Regions from separate parts of the Anas platyrhynchos genome. Here region 1 is linked to region 2. A link is a contact called in public Hi-C data. All regions are on one chromosome and are shown on one strand. The core of a region is the stretch at or near the end of the contact, and the rest is flanking DNA. Distances in the headings are between cores, read along the strand shown. Region 1 overlaps TP53I11 (tumor protein p53 inducible protein 11). Region 2 overlaps CD82 (CD82 molecule).

Region 1 (2,700 bases), core at 63-2,562, 180 kb before region 2:
TTGCAGGTCCAATTCTCTCCTCTGCTTGGGTGAGGGGGGTTCAGCTCTGTGTTGCTAGTGAGGCTCGAGCTAGCAGTGTCTGGGGAACCACGTCTTCATGCAGAAGACCCACGGCTGCCACAGTTGGGTGAGGAGGGAGGACAGAGGCTAATAACCACGCGGACAGCTGGGAATGCATTGTGAAGCAGGGGCGACAGGCTCACCCCCGTGCTCACTCTGGGCCCTCTGTTTTCCCTCCTGTGCAGGGTCTGGCAGCTGGTTTCCGCCGTTATGTTTTCCGGGGTGGCCATCATGGTAAGTGAGGGCTGCAGTCCTGGGCACCACCAGCTCCTGGATGCCACAGTGTGGCTCCTTGGCCACTTATTCCCCCTCCTTTGCCTTCAACAACTGCCGCTGCTTTCTCGTGAGAGCCCTTTGCCCTCCCTGCGTCTCTGTAATGGGCTTGTCAGCAGTGTCCTTGGCTGTTTGTTCCCATTGCCAGAGTCTGTTTCCATTAGCAGGTTCATAAACCACACACGGCACGGCAGCCTTGGTCACAGAAACCGGCCTTGAAGCCAGCAGCTGACACGCTGATACTTCTCGTGCCTCCTTAATTCCCAATTTCCTGGCCGATGGTTCTGGTCACCTCATGTCTCAATGTCAGAGCACCACTTTCCCCTGCCTGAGACAGCGCGTTTTGATGGCTCTGGGAAAGTGCTGCTGAGTCTCTCCCATGCCTCCGCCAGGCCCTCGCTTTCCCTGACCAGCTCTACGACACCGTCTTCAACGAGGAATCGGCGAGCAGCAAGACTCCCATCCGGCTCTATGGAGGAGCCCTCCTCAGTGAGTGCTGTGCCAGTATCTGGGGTGTGATGCTGCCCTGTAGAGCAATAGGGCGAGAGGCCAAAAGGGCAGGAGCAGACAAATTCTGTGTTTGGAAACAGCTGCTGTTGGAATTTTTTTTTTTATGGGTCTCTTGTAAAGCTCAGCTTCTGTTGCTTTTTCCTAGCAAGGTCTCAGGCTCCCGCATCCTGTGATTGCGGTGCCTGGGGGGGACCTCGCGTATGGCACAAGAGATGGGGCCAGATGGGAGGGTGAGGGGCTTGAGGGGAGCCTGGAGAAACCCTCTGGAAAAGAAAATGAGTGGAGGAATGAAAACGCAGAGGGTTGGTTAGCTCTGCACCGTGTGCTGCAGCCACTGCTGCTCCCAGGCTGCGAGGGAATGCGCAGGGAGTGTTTTTGGAGGGGTGGCTGGGCTTGAGGGCAGGCAGCCAGGGTGGGATGCCCTTGCACTGGCAGGCTGGTGGCTGGCTGCTTCCCGCAGGCTGCAGCAGCATCTCGTGGGGACAGCTGGAAATGCAGCAGCCACACCAAGCAAGGGGAGAGTGCAGCTGCTGCCTGTGCTGCTTCCCTCTGCCTCCCCCGTGGGGGCCAAAATGTTTCACCTGGGGAACAGGCAGGTGGGCTGCCCTTTCCTGGTGGTCCTCGCCTTCCCTCAGAGCAGTTGTGCTGCTGTCCCTCTGCAGGCATCTCGCTCATCATGTGGAATGCCCTGTACACAGCTGAGAAAGTCATCATCCGCTGGACCCTGCTGACGGAGGCATGCTACTTCGCTGTGCAGTTCCTGGGTGAGTAGCTGGGCTGGGCAGGAGGTGTGTGCTGTGTGCCCATGCTCAGGGTGGGGAGGAGAGAGCTGTTCGCTAACTGTTCTAGGGTAACTTCTGTTATTAACCAAAAAGGGAGCTGCTCAGAAAACGGGTAGTGTGAGTGGACTATGTGTTTTCATTCGTGCTTCTGCATTTGGCAAATATTTATCAGCACTGGAGTGGTTAAGCCACAAAGCAACATGCAGATTCCATGATTAAGACCTGAGCAAATGGGAAATTCACACCTGCTCGAGTTCATGTTTCAGGCTGGCTACCTGAAGGCAGAATTGCCTTTAGGGAAGCGTTTCTATAAATAGGAGCTTTGTGACCCACAGGCCCTGTGCCTAATTTTGAAGCTGTCAAATCAAGCGGTGTAAGAGCTGTGTGTTGCAGGTTTGCTGAGTGTGAGACTGGTGGGCCTGCAGTGACAGCTTTTGTATTCACAAGGCTCAGCTGGTCCCTCCAAAAAGCTACGTTAGAGGGCAGCAGAAAACAGCTCTGTGCTGCTCAGATCTGTTTGTTTCTCGTCACCAACCTCTGCCTTATCTCCCTCCTTCTCCTCCAGTTACCACGGTTTCCCTGGTTGAGAGTAGCCGGATAGCCACGGGTGCTGTGCTCCTCCTGGTCAGCCGAATCCTCTTCGTCCTCATCAGCATTTATTATTATTACCAAGTTGGACGCCGTCCCAAGAAAGTCTAATTCCTGGGCTTTTTGTCATGGGAAGGGTGGGAGGGGGGGTTGTGTCGGTAATTTTGCATTTATAATTATAACTTTTTTTTTTGTTAGTCCCTTTTTGTTCTAAAATGGTTTCCTTTTCCACTTACTGGCATGACTCAGTGTGTAACCTGATGCTGGTAGCATTGCCAGGTGAAAATTTGGGGAGAGCAGCGTCATGCGGGTCCCCTCCCACCAGCCCCTCTGCGGGAGGCAAGCAAAGAATTCGAGGAAGGCTCAGGGAGGTGCACAGGCCTGGCAGCCTCAGGGAAAAGAGCTGGTCTCCCGGGGGAACTGGCTGATGGGATCACAGGCTCTGAAACCATTGAGAATAAAAAGCACAAAACAAGAAAGAAACAAT
Region 2 (2,700 bases), core at 147-2,646:
TGAGGACTTCCACGTTAGCAGATTTTGCACTGACAAGTTTTTAGCATCAACCTGGCTTAAGATCTCATTCAGAAACCCTGGCTGCCATCTGAGGTTTATTCTTTGTAATAAAAGGCCAGGGCTAGAGCCAAGAGTCTCAGAGGCTAATGGGTTAGAGCCAGACCATGAATAATTGAGGGCGTGTTCTCCATTTATGGCATTTAGTGGCAGCAACTGGCTGTGAAAATGCATTTGTGGGAATCCCATAGTCCTCAGGCTTTCCAGCAATGAGCCCTGATAGCTGCTGTTCCTCACCTTTCCCAGCCGCGGCAGTCTGACACCACCGCTTGCAGTCTGTCCATCAGCAACCAGAATTTGGCCTCCTATCAAACTCATCTTCAATCCTGAGCCAAGCTGGCCAGGACCAGGCACACCACCATGTGGGAGAGCTGCAGAGCCGAGAACAGCTGCCACACATCACATTCCAGTACGTGCCATGCAGAAACCATGACAAAGAACAAGATGCATTGTGACCTGCAGACTTACCCATGCTAACTCTAGTGCAATTCCTCTTCTCTTTCCAGAAGGGAAAGTGTCTCACGGGAAGAGTTATAGCAGCTTCCGAGTTCCTCGTGATTATGCAGAACGAAGAATGTCACCAGTTTGTTACCAGGGGCCTTACTTCAGGCCACAGGGAGGTCACAACTGTACTCGTACAATATTAATTACTGGCCTGGGACAGCTATATAGCAGCTTGTTCGTTACACACAAAATACTTCCATGTGCTGAGCTACTGCAGACGCTGGTACTCTGGGTTTTGCTAGACAAACACCGCAGCTCCTAAGAAGTCTGTCTGATTTCTAGTTCCAGCAGCAAACCTTCACCTTCAGAGATAAGCCAGGAGCCTGGCCCAAGATTCAAGTACACCTCAGGAACAGCAGGAGGGTTTTTGCTCTCTAACAGTCTGAAGGCTTTATTTTTCTAGAGTGCTTTTTAGGACACATAAATATCATATCCCCTCCTAGCCTCCTCCCAACCTACCCTCCAAAGGAAAACAAGAAAAAGATGGGGATAAGAAAAAAAAGCAGCAGGAGAGGCTCCTTGTGCTATCTTCAGCTTCCAGAGCTACTTCAGGCAGAAGCCCCAGAAGTAAGCACAACCCATATACAGTAGTAGAAGACACACAGCAAAATATCCAACTGCGTGCTGCTCTGAGAGATGGAAGGAAAAATTATCCCTAAAATGCCAAGCAGGCAGCGCAAATCGTTTATGAGAATACATTTGTAATTACAAGTTATTTTAGCTACCCTGCTGCCAGGAGTAACTAGGAGCAGAAGGAAGTGATCAGTGTCATCATCTCGCCCCCCAAGGGACCAGTCAAGGCTGGTGATACCACAGCACTCAGGCTGGAGCTTTCCTGGTAAAACACCTCCCTCCAGTGGCCAAAGGCAAGTGGTTTCCACAGCTCAGGCAGCTGGGGCCCAGCACAGTCTGAAGGAGCAAGTTCTGCTCCCAAATCAGACAGGTCAGTGCATATTGCTTGAGTCCAAGATCCCCTCCAGCACCTCTTGCTCCATTTTGGCTGATCAGGGTAACTCGAGTCTTGACTTCAGACCAGTTGCCACTGGTGCTTACTGGGAGCACCCCAGCACTTCATTCTCATCAAACTTCACTCTGCTTTTTTTGAACATAGAGGACTTGCGTCACAATTAGATGTTTTCTAAAGCAAAAGTTTACGCTAGAACACACAGCTAGGAAAATTGTCACCTCCCTCTGAGGGGCAGTATTTTCATAGGCCACACTAATCTCACCCACAGACTGCAGAAGAACTTCTGAAGCCCTCAGAAGGGTAATGGCACATACTTCCTGCTTTTTGGCAGGGCCTTTGCTACTTGAAACAAACAAGGTGTCAGTGATTTGCATGTAAAGCAGAAGGGGACAGAGAGGAAGGAAGGAGAAACCACTACAATGCACAAGGCTTAGCCAGAGTAGAGTTTTTTTTTTTTTTTTTTTTTTTTTTTAGCAAAGTCTTTATTACAGAAATATTCACCCTCTAGACTTTTACATCTGTACATGCATTTCTTCCAGTCGGAAGATGTTGCTAAAAACAGACAAAAAAAAAACACAAAAAAAAACCAGCATGGGCTTCTTTTTACTTGCTGCTCAGCGTTGGCATCTGTAACTTAACAGGAATCTTGCAAATAAAAACACGTTAGAGAATAGACTTTATACTATGGAAGCTAGCAAGCTTTACTGCTACGAAAGGTGCCTTCTGCTATAGCCAAAGGTCAGCTGGAAGGGTCTGTGCAAGAGAGGGCAGGGGTCTCAGAGTAGCAAAGCCTTATCAGACATCCAAAAAAAATAAATCAGTTGTCCAGTCATATCTACTCTCCCCAGTCACCACAAAAGGACACTGCAGGGACCCACTGCTGGGGCTCTGTCCCCCTGCACGGGCCTTTCTTGCCAGAGGGGAAGTTGAGTGGGTAGGGAAGCCATGCCTTTGAGCTGCTGCTAGGGCTACTACTACCAACCCCAGCCCTGACAAAAGCAGGGCTGACTGTCCTGGGACCATTTCTGTAAGGCAAAGGCTCTCTTCACCACGTACCTCGCATCACATCTCGGGCAAGGACCATCCACTTCTCTCCCTCACAGCTTCTTGCTGCCAAGGTATTTATTGCATGCATATGCAACTGCAGGAGATCTGTTGTGCCCAAGCCACCT

The links. A called contact is a pair of places that touch in the nucleus more often than the background predicts.
Region 1: a contact with region 2 is called in a Hi-C map of subcutaneous adipose tissue, with 3 times the contacts expected there. The contact joins two enhancer-like sites. A contact is called at or near these places in 5 of 8 Hi-C or Micro-C datasets (F1 follicle, F5 follicle, liver and 2 more).

What each region holds. Positions count from the first base shown.
Region 1 is chr5:52,818,578-52,821,277 of IASCAAS_PekinDuck_T2T, reverse strand. It overlaps TP53I11 (tumor protein p53 inducible protein 11), which reads left to right. Exons shown (of 7, transcript XM_038179417.2): 4 at 246-294; 5 at 726-822; 6 at 1,506-1,607; 7 at 2,191-2,700. The coding sequence ends at 2,324. Among named protein-coding and RNA genes, the nearest start is that of TP53I11, 16 kb to the left of the region's middle. Within about 2 kb of position 1,312, at least 3 of the 8 cell types and tissues checked have an H3K27ac peak or open chromatin away from gene starts, as enhancers often do. A contact at or near this core is called in subcutaneous adipose tissue, where this site is marked.
Region 2 is chr5:52,635,952-52,638,651 of IASCAAS_PekinDuck_T2T, reverse strand. It overlaps CD82 (CD82 molecule), which reads right to left. Exons shown (of 9, transcript XM_027458168.3): 9 at 2,114-2,700. Among named protein-coding and RNA genes, the nearest start is that of CD82, 33 kb to the right of the region's middle. Within about 2 kb of position 1,396, at least 1 of the 8 cell types and tissues checked has an H3K27ac peak or open chromatin away from gene starts, as enhancers often do. A contact at or near this core is called in subcutaneous adipose tissue, where this site is marked.